Linked DNA regions of Sus scrofa: region 2 is linked to region 1. Evidence: chromatin contacts called from public HiChIP or PLAC-seq data. All regions are on one chromosome and are shown on one strand. Each heading gives the region's core, a stretch centred on a gene start, on an enhancer-like site or on the middle of the called end of the contact. The rest is flanking DNA. Distances are from core to core; before and after follow the strand shown.

Region 1 (6,200 bases), core at 3,303-5,802:
TATCTCGCAGGCCCAGACGTCCCATGCTAGAGTCCGAACCCCCATGCCCTCTCCCTCTAACCCGGATTTGAGTGTTCAGCCCCTGACAGAGCCGAGTGGCCTGCACACAGGGCACCCGGGAAGCCCTGGCCCTCAACTCAGCGCTCACTGCGTGGGCACATGCGGTGCCAGCACTGCCTCGGCGTCGGCCAGCATCTCGTCCAGCGCCTGCAGCAAGACGCCATGCGCCGCGCGGTAGCCCAGGCCGCCAGTGGCCGCCGCGCCACCCGCAGGCCACAGGAAGGAGAGCGCGCCCAGCGCCGCACCCCCGGCGGTGCCCTCGCCCGCCCACGAACCCAGCCTAGCTTCCACTTCGGCGCGAGTCACGGGACCGGGGAAGCGCGTCCGCTCGGATAGCTCCCCGGGCGCGAGGCCCAGGGCTCGCTCCCGACGTGCCAGCGCCGCGGGTTCGAGCCCCAGCGCTCGCCGCCACTCCGCAGCTGACCGCGCAGGAGTGCCACGTCGCACGCCCAGCCCAGTCCTGGCACCGGGGCTGCCGCCGCAGCCAGGCTAGCCAGCAGGGCCGGCCTCCACGCCCCTGCCCGCAGCGCCGCAGCCTTGGTTCGGGCCGCCTGGGGAGATGCCGGGGGCAACGCCAGCAGCAGAGCCCCCGCCTGGGCCGGGGGGAGAGCGCGCCGCAGCCACTCGCACAGCCCGGGGAGCCCGCCCGGCCGCAGCGGGAACACCGGCGGGGGCGCCTCCTCCAGGACCTCCCACGCCTCGTCCTCTGGGCTCACTGGCGCTGTGCGCTCAGAGTCCCCGCTGCCCGCTTTCGTTGCGCCAACGGCAATCGGCTGCAAACTTTCGCTGCTGGAACCTTCCCCACAGCCTGCTTTCTGCGACCCAGTGCCAGGGGTCTCCCTCCCCTCACTGCGTGCATTTTTACCCCCTCCTCCACCTGCGTTCTCTAAGCTCTCGCCGCGGGGCTTCTCCGTCTTTTCCTCCTCTCCCAGAGACTCTGGATCCTCGCCCTTGCCGTCTGTTCGCACGCAGACCAGCGGTGTATCCGGTAGCACCAAGGGCCGGACCTGGGCCCAGTCCTTCTCGGTGGGGGCCCCAGGGGTGACGAGAATGACAGCGTCGTAGTGGGTCGGGTGTGGGACGGCAGCAGTGCCCATGGAGCCCAGAGGCACGGTCCAGAGCACCACATTGGGGCGCTCTGGGGCCGGATAGGAAGTGGGACTCTCAGGCACTGAGGCAGGCACTGCACCTGGGTCGTCAGTATCTAACCCAAGAAGCACGTTCAGCACAAGGCCCATGTCAGCCCTACCAGCCACCGCCAGGTCCAGGCGTGCGCTGCCCAGTCGCTCCAGGCCGGCTCGAACCCATGACAGCGCCGCCTCCAGGCCACCGGTCTCGAAGGCCTCACGTACAGCCTCCAACTCTGCTGCGCCCAGCACCTCGAAGCCATCCTGAGCCGGTGGTAGGAGCCTGTGGGGACAGGGAGCGACAGGGTCAAGTGCAGAAGCTGGGCTATCATGACCAAGGTGGAACTTTTCAATGAAGAAGGAAAGGCCAGACTAATGGCACAGAAAATAGAAACCAGGGCTATGAAGAAAAGAGAGGCGCTTAAAGAGGAGGTGGGAGAGGAGTTCCCATTGTGGCGCAGTGGTTAACGAATCCGACTGGGAGCCATGAGGTTGTGGGTTCGATCTCTGGCCTCGCTCAGCCTGTTAAGGATCCAGCGTTGCCCTGAGCTGTGGTGTAGGCTGCAGACAAGGCTTGGATCTCATGTTGCTGTGGCTCTGGTGTAGGCCGGTGGCTGCAGCTCCGATTCGACCCCTAGCCTGGGAACCTCCATATGCCTCAGGAGCAGCCCAAGAAAAGGCAGAAAGACAAAAAAAAAAAAAAAAGAAAAGAAAAAAGAGGAGGCAGGAGAGGTGGATTGGGACCAGGCTGGGGTTACACTCTGGGAGTTACACTTCCCTAGGGTTACATCCTTTAGGAGGGAGGCTTTCTGAGAAACCTGCAGGATTAAGAAAAGACTGTGCCGGTGGGACAAAACTCAGAGTGAAGCTTGGAGCAAAGACAGAATCAGGACTGTAAATGAAAATTGAGGCCTTCCCTGGTGGCTCACTTGGTTAAGGATGCAGCATCCTCACTGCTGTGGCTCAGATGCCATTGCTGGCCCAGGAACTTCTGCATGCCACAGGTGCAGGGAAGGAAAGAAGGAAAGAAGGAAGGAAGGAAGGGAAGGAGAGAGAGAGAGAGGAAGGAGGGAAGGACAGGCAAGGGAGCTCTTTACTGAGAGTAGGTGTAGGAAGGGATGTCAGGACCAGTGAGGGGAGGAGTTCCCATTATGGCTCAGTGGTAATAAATCCAACTAGTATCCATGAGGATGTGGGTTCAATCCCTGGACTCACTCAGTGAGTTAAGGATCCAGCATTGATGGGAGCCGTGGTACAGGTCGCAGATGTGGCTTGGATCTGGTGTGGCTGTGGCAGAGGCCAGCAGCTGCAGCTCCAAATCGACTCCTAGGCTGGGAACATCCATATGCCTCAGGTGTAGCCATTAAAAAAAAAAAAAGAAAGAAAGAAAGAAAAAAAACACCAGGGAGGGGAGAAGCCGCATCTAGTTTTTATCAAAGGGGTGTGACTAAGGAAAACAGATGAGTGGTGGGCCTGGCCCAGAGAAGAGGCTGCCCCTCCCTGAGTCCATCTCTTTTTGATGTCTCCCGGGTGGGTGGAGAAAATTTACAAAGTAGCCAGCAAGTGGAGAGAGGGGTTAGAGAAAGGAAGTGGGGGAAGGCCCCCAAAACGACAAAGCTCGCTGAGGCCGTGGCTTTCCAGAGACTGAAATCTTTGAGAACCAAGCAGATGGTGGAGAGGAGGGTGAAGACTAGAAAGCAGAGTCTTCCGGTAAAATATGGGAAGGAATTACCAGCTTATAGGGCGATGGCGAGCCCTCTTCACACTTTGGCCTGGGGTAGTATTTGGGTGCTAGGTCCTGGGCTCTCCTCGAATTCTCTCGGGAGAGGGACTTGTGACCTCAGAGAGCGCTCACAGGAGGCAGAACCTGGATGACAAGTCAGAACACCTAGCTGACCCTTGGCTGGGATGGAGCCCAGATGACAAAAAAGGGTGCTAGTTTGGGGTGGAGCCTCACAGACCTCAAAACCAGCGCTAAAAGGCAGGACCCAGACAAGGGAACAGGGCTTCCAACAGATATTCTGTTAAGGCTGGCTCAAAATGCGCTGGAGGTGGGGTCTCGCAGACCTCAAGGAGCATCTTAGGGGTGGGAGGTGTAGACTCAATAAAGCCCCAGGCCTCTGCAACCCACCCTGAAACGCCACGCTCACCTCTGCAGCGCCTCCGCCTGGCTCCGCAGCGCCGTCCGCAGACGCTCCAGTTCCTCGGAGCCCTCGCTGCTGCGGCAGTCGGTCGGTAGCACGAAGAGAGCCGCGGCGCCCAAACCGGCGCTGTCCAGCAGGGCCGCTGTCTGATCCCGGGCCTGGGCTTCATTCTGTGACTCCCCAGGGCCAAGATTCCTAACAGCCAGCAGCGGCGTCCCTCGGGCCAGGGCGGCCCGCGCTGCCTCCCCCAGCGCTGGGGCCAAGGGCTCCCCATTCCCCTCGGGGCCGAGCAGCACCAGTACCAGCACGTTGGCTTCCGCCGCCCAGGGCCCCGGCGCTGCGGGTGGGCAGCTCAGCTCACCCAGGAAGAGGCCTGGGCCCGCAGCTCGAAGGCTGGGGAGCCCGGAATCCGGACGCTTGTCGGGGATTTCTATAGTCTCCACATCCTTGTCGCACAGCGCTGCAATCAGCGCAGACTTTCCCGAGCCCGGAGGCCCCAGGAACAAGACGGTCACATCACCCCGTGGCGAAGGCATAGCTAGAAAGCAAGGAGACAAGACCTGGGTCAGGAAGCATTCAACCTTTTTCTTTCCTAGCCGCCCCACTCTGGTCTCAGATTTCAGCCTTTCATCCTGTACCCTTCTTTCGTTCTCGGTTATCACACCCATGCACCTAAAAACCTCGCTCCCGGGCCCTATTCCCCAGGGATCCGGGAGTGGTGGCCGCCCTTTCTGGATGTTTCCCTTTCTGCTTCAAAAATTGAGAAACCGGCCACCAGCCTCCTCCTCCTTCAGGGACACAAATGTTTTTAATCTCTCACTCTTCCCTTCCAATCACCAACCGAACAAACAGCGAGGTCACACGGGAGAGCGCAGTCCGTAGCAGCCGGTCAGCCGCTGAGAAGCCCCGCCCCTGTGGTCCGGGGACGGAGGCCGAGGAGGCTAGAGCGCCAGAAATTGGGGACGTCCAGACCCGTTCCGGGGGCTCTAACCTGATGTCATTCCTTTCAGGAGGGGGCGTGTCTCGCAAGCGTGACCTCAGGGACACGGCCCTTGGCAGCGCCTGCGCAGATCGGCGGAAGAATGTTCCTTCTCTAACTCTGCAGCCGCCGGGCCTTGAACAATGAGGGAACGAGAGCGCGTGCGCACCAGGAACATCTAACACACTTGTGCAATAAGCTTAGGTCTTTACGGCATGAATGGCTTGCAACGTCATCATTACGCACCCCAATGCAGAGAAGGACCTCGCCCATTATTTTGAGGACCGGGTTGGTGCGACTGCACTGCTGCCGGATGGCGATCGGGGACCTCGGCTTTGAAAGGCTCATCAGGCGAAAGGCCGTGGAAACCACCGGGACTTTAGACTCGGTGGGCCCTACCCCGCTTCCCTTCGGGTGGCGGCGCTGTGACGAGTGACTGACAGGCACAACGAAAGGCAGCCCTCTGGTGTCTGGAGAAAAGCGGAGCCCTGGGCTTCTCGCAGCTTTGGCGGCAGCGGGACACAGCGGCTGAGCGCGCGCGTGGGAAAGAGGGGCCTCTGGGTGGAACAAGGGTTTCGGGATGTCGGAGAAAGATGTTTCCCGAAAGGAGGCGGGCTAAACCGTGGGTACCACCACATGCCTCAAGTCACGTGGGATGAAAGGGGGATGAGGCTAGGGTCAAAGGTCAAGGGTCCCACGCTCTGAGCTCAGGGAGGGAGTTTGACATACGAGGCATAGGTCAGAGATCTCAAGCAAATGAGAAGGCTCTAAGGGGAGTCACAAACCCAGCAAGTTTAATCTTTGGGGAAGATTGAATCTTGTCTAGCGAAAACTCCATCCGGTTACAATTTAAGATGGTATCTCCTGGGGGGCAAAGGCTGGCAAAGAGCCTGTCAAAGGTCATAGGATTAGCGGGCCCTCTAAGGCTAGCTAGAGATGAGCGACTTCATTTGACTTACTATTCTGTCATGCATGTCCCTCTCTTAACCAGGGGGATCCCAGTCATCATGGAGCAGCAGGATCCTCTGGAGGTCCCACACTCCAAAGTGACCACGGAGCAGCAGGATTCGTCCAAGGAGAGAAGTGCCCCAAATCCAGGTGGTGACAACTGTGAGTCCTGCTGACCAGAGGAGGGTGGGTGCAGGAGCTGATGCTAAAAGGATTTCTACAGCATTTCAGTGTCCAAGGCTTTGCAGGGACTTGCCTGTTGGGAAGGAGCTGTAATGACCCATGAGCTGCCCTACCAGGACCTGCCACTCCCTGCCCTTACTCTTATTACCCTCAGAGATACCCACACTGCTCTGTCCACATAAGCATGCATGGGCTGCAGCTCAGAGGCAAAGTGGCATCCAGAGAGGCTTGGGGTGGGAGAAGTGGCTAAGAAGGGACAGTAAGCTCCAGTCCCAACTCTGCCCCAGACTTGCAGTGTGGCTCAAGCCTCTTGTTGCCCTATCAAGAGGTATGTTGCTAACTACCTCACAGGGTTGGTGTGAGAATGAGCAGAAAAAGGGAAAAGCCTGGCATTAATGAAGTTAGCCGGTCTGACACAGGGTAACAGCAACAGCTCCTACTTGATTGCCTGTTATGTGCTGGGCCCATTCTAAGAGTTTAACCCGTTATCTCCTTGAGTCTTCCTAACAGGCCCTATGCAATTGGTACTTAGCGCTTTCAGATGAAGGAACTGAGGCAGAGAGGTTAAGTATTTGTAGTGAGAGGCAAGGTGTCAATGATCTCCAGCCAGAGACCACCAGGAGTATACCTAGAGCTGAACTGGCTGGGCTTATTGCTCATTGCACTGAAAAAGCACACACCCCACGGGGCATCTTAGTAATAAGAAAATTACAGGATCTGGGTTTGTGGTAGGTGATTTGGGGAAGGGTTCAAGAAAGG
Region 2 (6,380 bases), core at 1,615-4,114, 210 kb after region 1:
TCTCAAAGTTCATTTTCAGAGGGTACTATTCAATATCTCTGCTTCCCAACAGGTGCTCAACTGTATAGTCATGGATGGAAGCTAAATTTTTAGTGGTAAGCATGCCATAGATAATACAGAAGTTGAAATTTAATGTTGTACACACCTGATACTTCTATAATGTTATACATCAGTGTTGCCTCAGTCAGAAAAAGAAAGAAAATAATGGCCCCAAACTCCCCAAATCTGGGGAAATAAATGACATCTAGATTCAAAAAGCTGTATAGACTCCAAAAAGAATGAATCCAAAGTAGTGCACAATGAGACAGATTATCAAAAGTCAAAGACAGAGAATTTTGAAAGCAATAAGAGCAATTTGTCATGTACAAGGGGACCCCTGTAAGACTCTCAGCAGATGTCTTGCAGGCTAGAGGGAGTGAGATAATATATTCAACTTGCTAAAAGAATAAACTGCCAATTCAGAATGATGTATCTGACAAAACTATCCTTTGAAAGTAAAAGAGAAATAAACTTTCCTAGAGAAACAAGGCTGAAGGAGTTTATCATCACTAGACCTGTCTTACAAGAAATGCTAAAGGAAGTTCTTCATGCTGAAATGATAAAAGAATGCTAAAGAGCAACATGAAAGAATACGAAAGTATAAATCACTGGAAACTGTAAATACAGACAAATGCAGAATTCTATAATTCTGCAGTGATGGTGCATAAATCACTTTTAATTCTGAAATAGAGGTTAAAATGTAGAAGTACAAACATAACTATAATGCTGTGGGCACAGCCAAAAAAAATTGTAACTACAAAATGTTAGTAGATATACAGTATAAAAACACAACACCTGAGGGGAGAAATAAAAATGTAAGTATTTGTATATGATTGAAGTTAAGTTGTTATCAGCTTAATATACTTGTTATGACTATAAGATGTTTTAGGTAAGTACCATGGTAACCACAAAGAAAATGCCTAATGAAGAGACACAAAAGAAAATGAGAAAGGAATTAAAGTACATCACCAAACACACACACACACACACACACACACACACACACACACACACACCAATGAAACAAAGACAGGAAGAAGGGAAAGGAGTGACAAAAAAGTTGTAAGACAAACAGAAAAAAGTTAACAAAATAACAAAATTGTTAATAGCAAGTCCTTCCCTATTATTACTTTAGAGGTAAATGGACTAAACTTCCCCGTCAAAAAACATAGACTGGTTAAATTAATAATTTAAAAGATCCAACTATATTTTATTTACAAGAGACTCACTTTAAGGACATGCAGAAGCTGAAAGTGTGGGAGAAGCATACCATGCAAATGGTAACCCAAAGAAAGCAGGAGTGGCCATACTTTTATTACATGAAATAGACCTTGTCAGAAATTCAAGTGGGGCGTAAAAATACCAAGTGAAAACACCTGAAAGCCTACTGCTTTGTGATAATGATTCTCGGTATTTCTTAGTATCTTCTAACACATATACATGTAAATAACAGATATATGTATTTTACGCATTTAACAGGCTTTTTTTCTTACATCACCTATCAGTTTCTCCTCTGTACATATTTACCTTCACAAGCTCCTACACTACCCTTGTGTAGAACACTTAAAAATATGATATGCATATCCCATGACTTTTTCCATGTTCATACAATCATACGAGGACAGTTATTCAATTGCTATATTTAAATTTTTTAAATTTCATCAAAGATAAATTATAATTACTGAAGAATATATTTTAAAAGTATATAATTGTGTAAATACAATCCAGCTTAAGAAAGAATACACGAATAACTTTGAATCAGCTTGCAAATTTATCTCTTCATCTTCCTGGTTTCTTGTAGTTTCCACATTCCTGAATTTTATTTATCATATCTTTGTTTTTTATTATGAACCACTTATGCAAAAAATGTTTTGCCTCTTTTTAAAATTTTATGAATGGATCTAAAATGTATGTATTTTCTATGGCTCTTTGCTTATCATATTTGTTAAATTCAGTAATTTTCACTGCTGTGCATTATCCCACTGTAGATATACTCCACAAGATGAATGTGTCTTGCTTTTTCAATCCAAGCTGGAGGATGGTGATCCACTTTCACAGTCACCATGGTATGCACACAAAAGAAAAGCCAGTTAGAAAAAAACAGCTTACAAATATTTTCATCTTCAATTACATTAACAGAAACACACAAAGCCACAGACCTCCTCAAGTCTCAGTCCTACAGAGACCTTCTCACAGGTCCCCCTGTTCACAATGTCCATTCGCGACCACTTTTCGTTGCTTTCCAGCAATGGTGTATAACCTCTAATAAAAACTGCCTCATATCTAACAAAACAAAGATTCAAATTTGTAAAAACTGTCCTGCGAATATAAACAACTGTACACAGGGTTCCAGACCCCGAATCGGATCCACAAGCTCACCCAAAGCAAGACACCTTCATCTTTTCAACTGCCAGACCTTGCTCCAGTCTCTTGTACACAGGTAAGCTCGTGGCACCACTCAGGGTCACTTCCATGGATTTTATCCCGGATACCCCCGCTCACTGAGGCCTAAGTCCCTAGTCATCCCCGCCCCCATTCCCACCTCCACCCGTTCTGGACTCCCGAATGCGTTCCTCAGTCTTCTTTGAGAACGTCTTAATTCACCCTCAGCCACACCAAAGTCAAGTGAGCCACAGGGTCGCCCAAGACCCGAACTAATCCCTCCAGCAAAGACCGCGCAGCAGAGATCCGCTTGCGCTTCGGAAAACATTGCCTCTGAGAGGCGGAGCAGAGTTGCATGTCGGGAGCATTCTGAAGGTCCAGGTTCCCAGCTTTCGGGGTTTGCCTGCCGAGGACTACATTTCCCAGAAATCTCCGGGCACAGGTCTTCTCGGGGCGGGGCGAGTTTGCCTGAGAAGAGCGCTTAGAAGCGCCGAGCCTCTGAGGATTTTCCGGCTCTTATTTCCCATGAGCCTCTGGGCCCAAACCAACCTCTGTTTCTGCGTCCCTTTCCCGTGTCTTCAAGGTTTTTGGACTCTGCGCGGTGAGTTGGTCGTGTCCCTGGAAGTAGTCAGCGCCAGGTGGGGGTGGGAGGGCTCAGTTGACTTCAGAGCGGGATCAAAACCTGCAGGAAGGGTGGGCGTGACACCGCGAGGCGCTAGAAGTGAGAAGGCCCCGGGCGCGGATAGGGCGTGTCGTGCCTGGATCCTCAAGCCCGTGTTTGAGCGAGCGGCTGAGAGGTTGTGTGTGACAGACGGCGTTACAAGGCCGGGGGGGATGTCTCTGTAACGGTGTCTGCGGCTGGGGATGTGTGATGGGATGATGAAAAGCGTGGCCTTGTTTGTCGGTGTGGTTTGCTTTGGCCCGAGGCTCTGGGTTCCCTCTAGACTCTGTTAGGGGTTGCTAAAGTTAAGTGACCGTAAGACAGGAAGTCCTGTAGGAAGCCCTAGAATGTACGTCCAGCAGGAAGGCACAGATCTAGTATTGGGATGAAAATTTGACATCTAGAAGAGTCCTCGTGGCAGCCTTCTGGGAAGACATGGTGCGGAGGTCTCAAAGGTAGGAAAAATTACCTCCTTGAGGGCCTGCTCCATGTTTCAGAGTCTTTACCACCAGACCTCTGCTCCCAAGAATTGCTGTCAATTCCAGCTTCCCTTTTTCCTCCTCATTTTTTTTTGTTAGAAATTGAAGTATAGTTGATATAAATGGTGTGTGAATTTCTGCTGTACAGCAAAGTGACTCAGTTATATATATCTTTACATATGCATTCCTCTTCATATTCTTTTCCATTATGATTTATTTCAGGGTATTGATTATAGTTCCCTGTGTTCTACAGTAGGACCTCGTTGTTTATCCATCCTTTGTATAGTAGTTTGCATCTGCTAACCCTAGACTCCCACTCCATCCCTCCCCTCCCCCTTCTCCCTTTAGGCAAACACAAGTCTGTTCTCTGTGAGTCTGCTTCTGTTTTGTAGATAGGTTCATTTGTGTCATATTTTAGTTCCACATGTAAGTGATATCATAGGGTATTTTTGTTTTTCTTCCTTTACTTAGTATGATAATCTAATTCCATCCATATTTCCAGCTTCCCTTTTAATTCCGTTTGTTTACATGTGGATGAAGGCAGATGTGGCCCTGGAGAGTGTCTTGTTTATGTTTTGTTTTGCTTGTTTTTAATTAAGTCTGTTGGTGTTCCAAGAAATACTGATGTCTTAGGATTCCCCGAAACCCCCACCCCCTGGCCCTGGCATTGCTGTGGGGTTTCAGAGAAGGACCCTGAGGGGGAGGAGGAAAGAACTGTTGCATAGTAAAGTATCAGGGTTCAGATGAATTTGTGTTTTCTTTTTATTCAGACAGTTGCTTTGTTTTTACCTTTGGTTTTTAGATCATAAGAATATTTGCTTTCTTTGGCCTGAAATATCTTGACTAGTAGTGTCTATTGTGGGTCTTCCTTCTGGCAAATGACCCACCATGCTGGTGCATCACTCTTCCCAGAGGCCCCCATTGCCCTTTTCCTCAGTTAGTAGCCATCTGTTCCTATGGCAAATTGTTCAGATTCTCCAGTACGTTCTCCCTTTCTGAGCATCCTGATAGTTTAGAAATACATCTCCTAGAAATTAATGTTAGAAATTTACTTTATTTTTATTTATTTATTTATTTATTTTGTCTTTTTAGGGCGGCACCCATGGCATATGGGAGTTCCCAGGCTAGGGGTCGAATCAGAGCTGTAGTAGCCTGCCTGCGCCACAGCCACAGCAACATCAGATCTGAGCCGTATCTGTGACCTACACCACAGCTCATGGCAACACTGGATCCTTAACCCACTGAGTGAGGTCAGGTAGTGAACCTGTGCCCTCAGCGGATACTAGTCAGATTCATTTCTGCTGAACCATGAAGGGAACTCCTAGAGCTTTATTTTAGACTATGATTATTTGAAGAGATTAGCATTTAGGTTGTATTTAAGACAAATTTTTGTTTGTTTTTATGGCCGTACCTGTGGCCTATGGAAGTTCCCCGGGCCAGGGATTGAATCTAAGCTGCAGCTGAGACCTTTGTCACAGCCGTGGTAACGCCAAATCCTTTTAACTCAGTGGGGATCAAACCTGCACCTCCAGTGACCTGAGCCGCTGCAGTAGGATTCTTAACCCATTGTGCCATAGCAGGAACTCTGACAGATATTTTGTCTTTTCCACAGTCATGATTTTAAAAGCAAGGCAAGGTAGGAGGGGATTGATTATTTAATAAATTACAGTGCTGTGAGGCTTTTTAGGGCAGGAGTATGATCGAGCTTTGAGCACAGGAATTTGCAGTTTGCACCTACAAGGGTGGAGACATTCAGATGATTTTCAGGTAGAAATCTAGCATTGCTAAACATGAGTTGTTTCAGGTCCAATTCTCTGTGGGTTGTGAGAGGCAGTACTGTGTTGTGGTTAAGAGTGAGGCTCTGAATCTAGAGCATCTGGTATAGTGGGTTAAGGATCTGGTTTCTGCAGCTGTGGTGTAGGTTGCAGATGTGGCCCACCTTTGATCCCTGGCCTGGGAATTTCTATAGCCTGCCTGGGAAAAAAAAAAAAAAAAAAAGCTGTATTTTTATTCTTTTTTTTGTTTTGTTTCCCCTATGGGCATGTTTGTCTGGTTTTGTTTTTGCAGAATGAAATCACAGTAATTGGTTGAGGACTCTCTAGCTTTTGGCTTGAAAAAGAAATTCAACTCAGATTTAGGTTTGACTTTAATCTTGAATGGGTAGAAAGAAGAGCACTAGGGGATTGCTTTCTTAATTTACAGCTTTTAGAAAAAGAGAAATACCATCTAAAAATTAATGACCAGAGCACCAAGGACAGTCTTTCAGAATTAGATTATTTTAAACTTTATTTCCACAGAGAATAGCAATAATCTCTACTCTATGGCTGTCTTTAAAAAATCTATCTGGGGAGTTCCCATCATGGCTCAGTGGAAACAAATCCAACTAGTATCCATGAGGATGCAGGTTCTATCCCTGGCCTCGCTCAGTGGATTAAGGATCCAGCGTTGCCGTGAGCTGTGGCATAGGCTGGCGGCTACAGCTCCAGTTCACCCCCTAGTCTGGGAACCTCCATATGCATCGGGTGCAGCTCTAAAAAAGCAAATAAATAAATAAATAAACAAGAAAGAAAAGAAAAAATCTATTCTACAAGTAATGTTTCCGGGATAGGTATTAGTTACCAGATGTTGAGTAAGAAGACTATAGTTATAAATATTAAACCACCATGCATGGAAGAACAAGATTGAGCCTCTTGGTTAATGTTCTGAGCTTGATATCTAATTGGGTCATATTTTCTGAGCCGGCTTTATAATGCTAAATCCTGTCTCTCTATCTGCAGCTTCTGGGAGGAGGTGATATTTCCTCTGTATCTTTCTGAGAA

What was found. HiChIP or PLAC-seq counts read pairs in DNA pulled down with a chosen protein or histone mark.
Region 2: a contact with region 1 is called in an H3K27ac HiChIP or PLAC-seq map of alveolar macrophages. The contact joins the promoter of ZNF283 here to the promoter of ZNF576 in region 1. A contact is called at or near these places in 1 of 47 Hi-C or Micro-C datasets (heart right ventricle) and 1 of 2 datasets of contacts at active chromatin or transcription factors (alveolar macrophages).

The regions. Positions count from the first base shown.
Region 1 is chr6:50,437,628-50,443,827 of Sscrofa11.1, forward strand. It overlaps ZNF576 (zinc finger protein 576), which reads left to right and starts at 4,553. Exons shown (of 3, transcript XM_005655924.3): 1 at 4,553-4,698; 2 at 5,302-5,408. The coding sequence starts at 5,318. IRGQ (immunity-related GTPase family Q protein) reads right to left here and starts at 4,479. Exons shown (of 4, transcript XM_005655925.3): 1 at 4,323-4,479; 2 at 3,338-3,869; 3 at 482-1,470; 4 at 1-479. The coding sequence starts at 4,332. The coding sequence ends at 145.
Region 2 is chr6:50,647,613-50,653,992 of Sscrofa11.1, forward strand. ZNF283 (zinc finger protein 283) reads left to right here and starts at 2,865. Exons shown (of 4, transcript XM_021094487.1): 1 at 2,865-3,022. The coding sequence starts at 2,947. LOC110260998 (a long non-coding RNA gene) reads right to left here and starts at 2,789. Exons shown (of 2, transcript XR_002344676.1): 1 at 2,199-2,789; 2 at 1,229-2,088.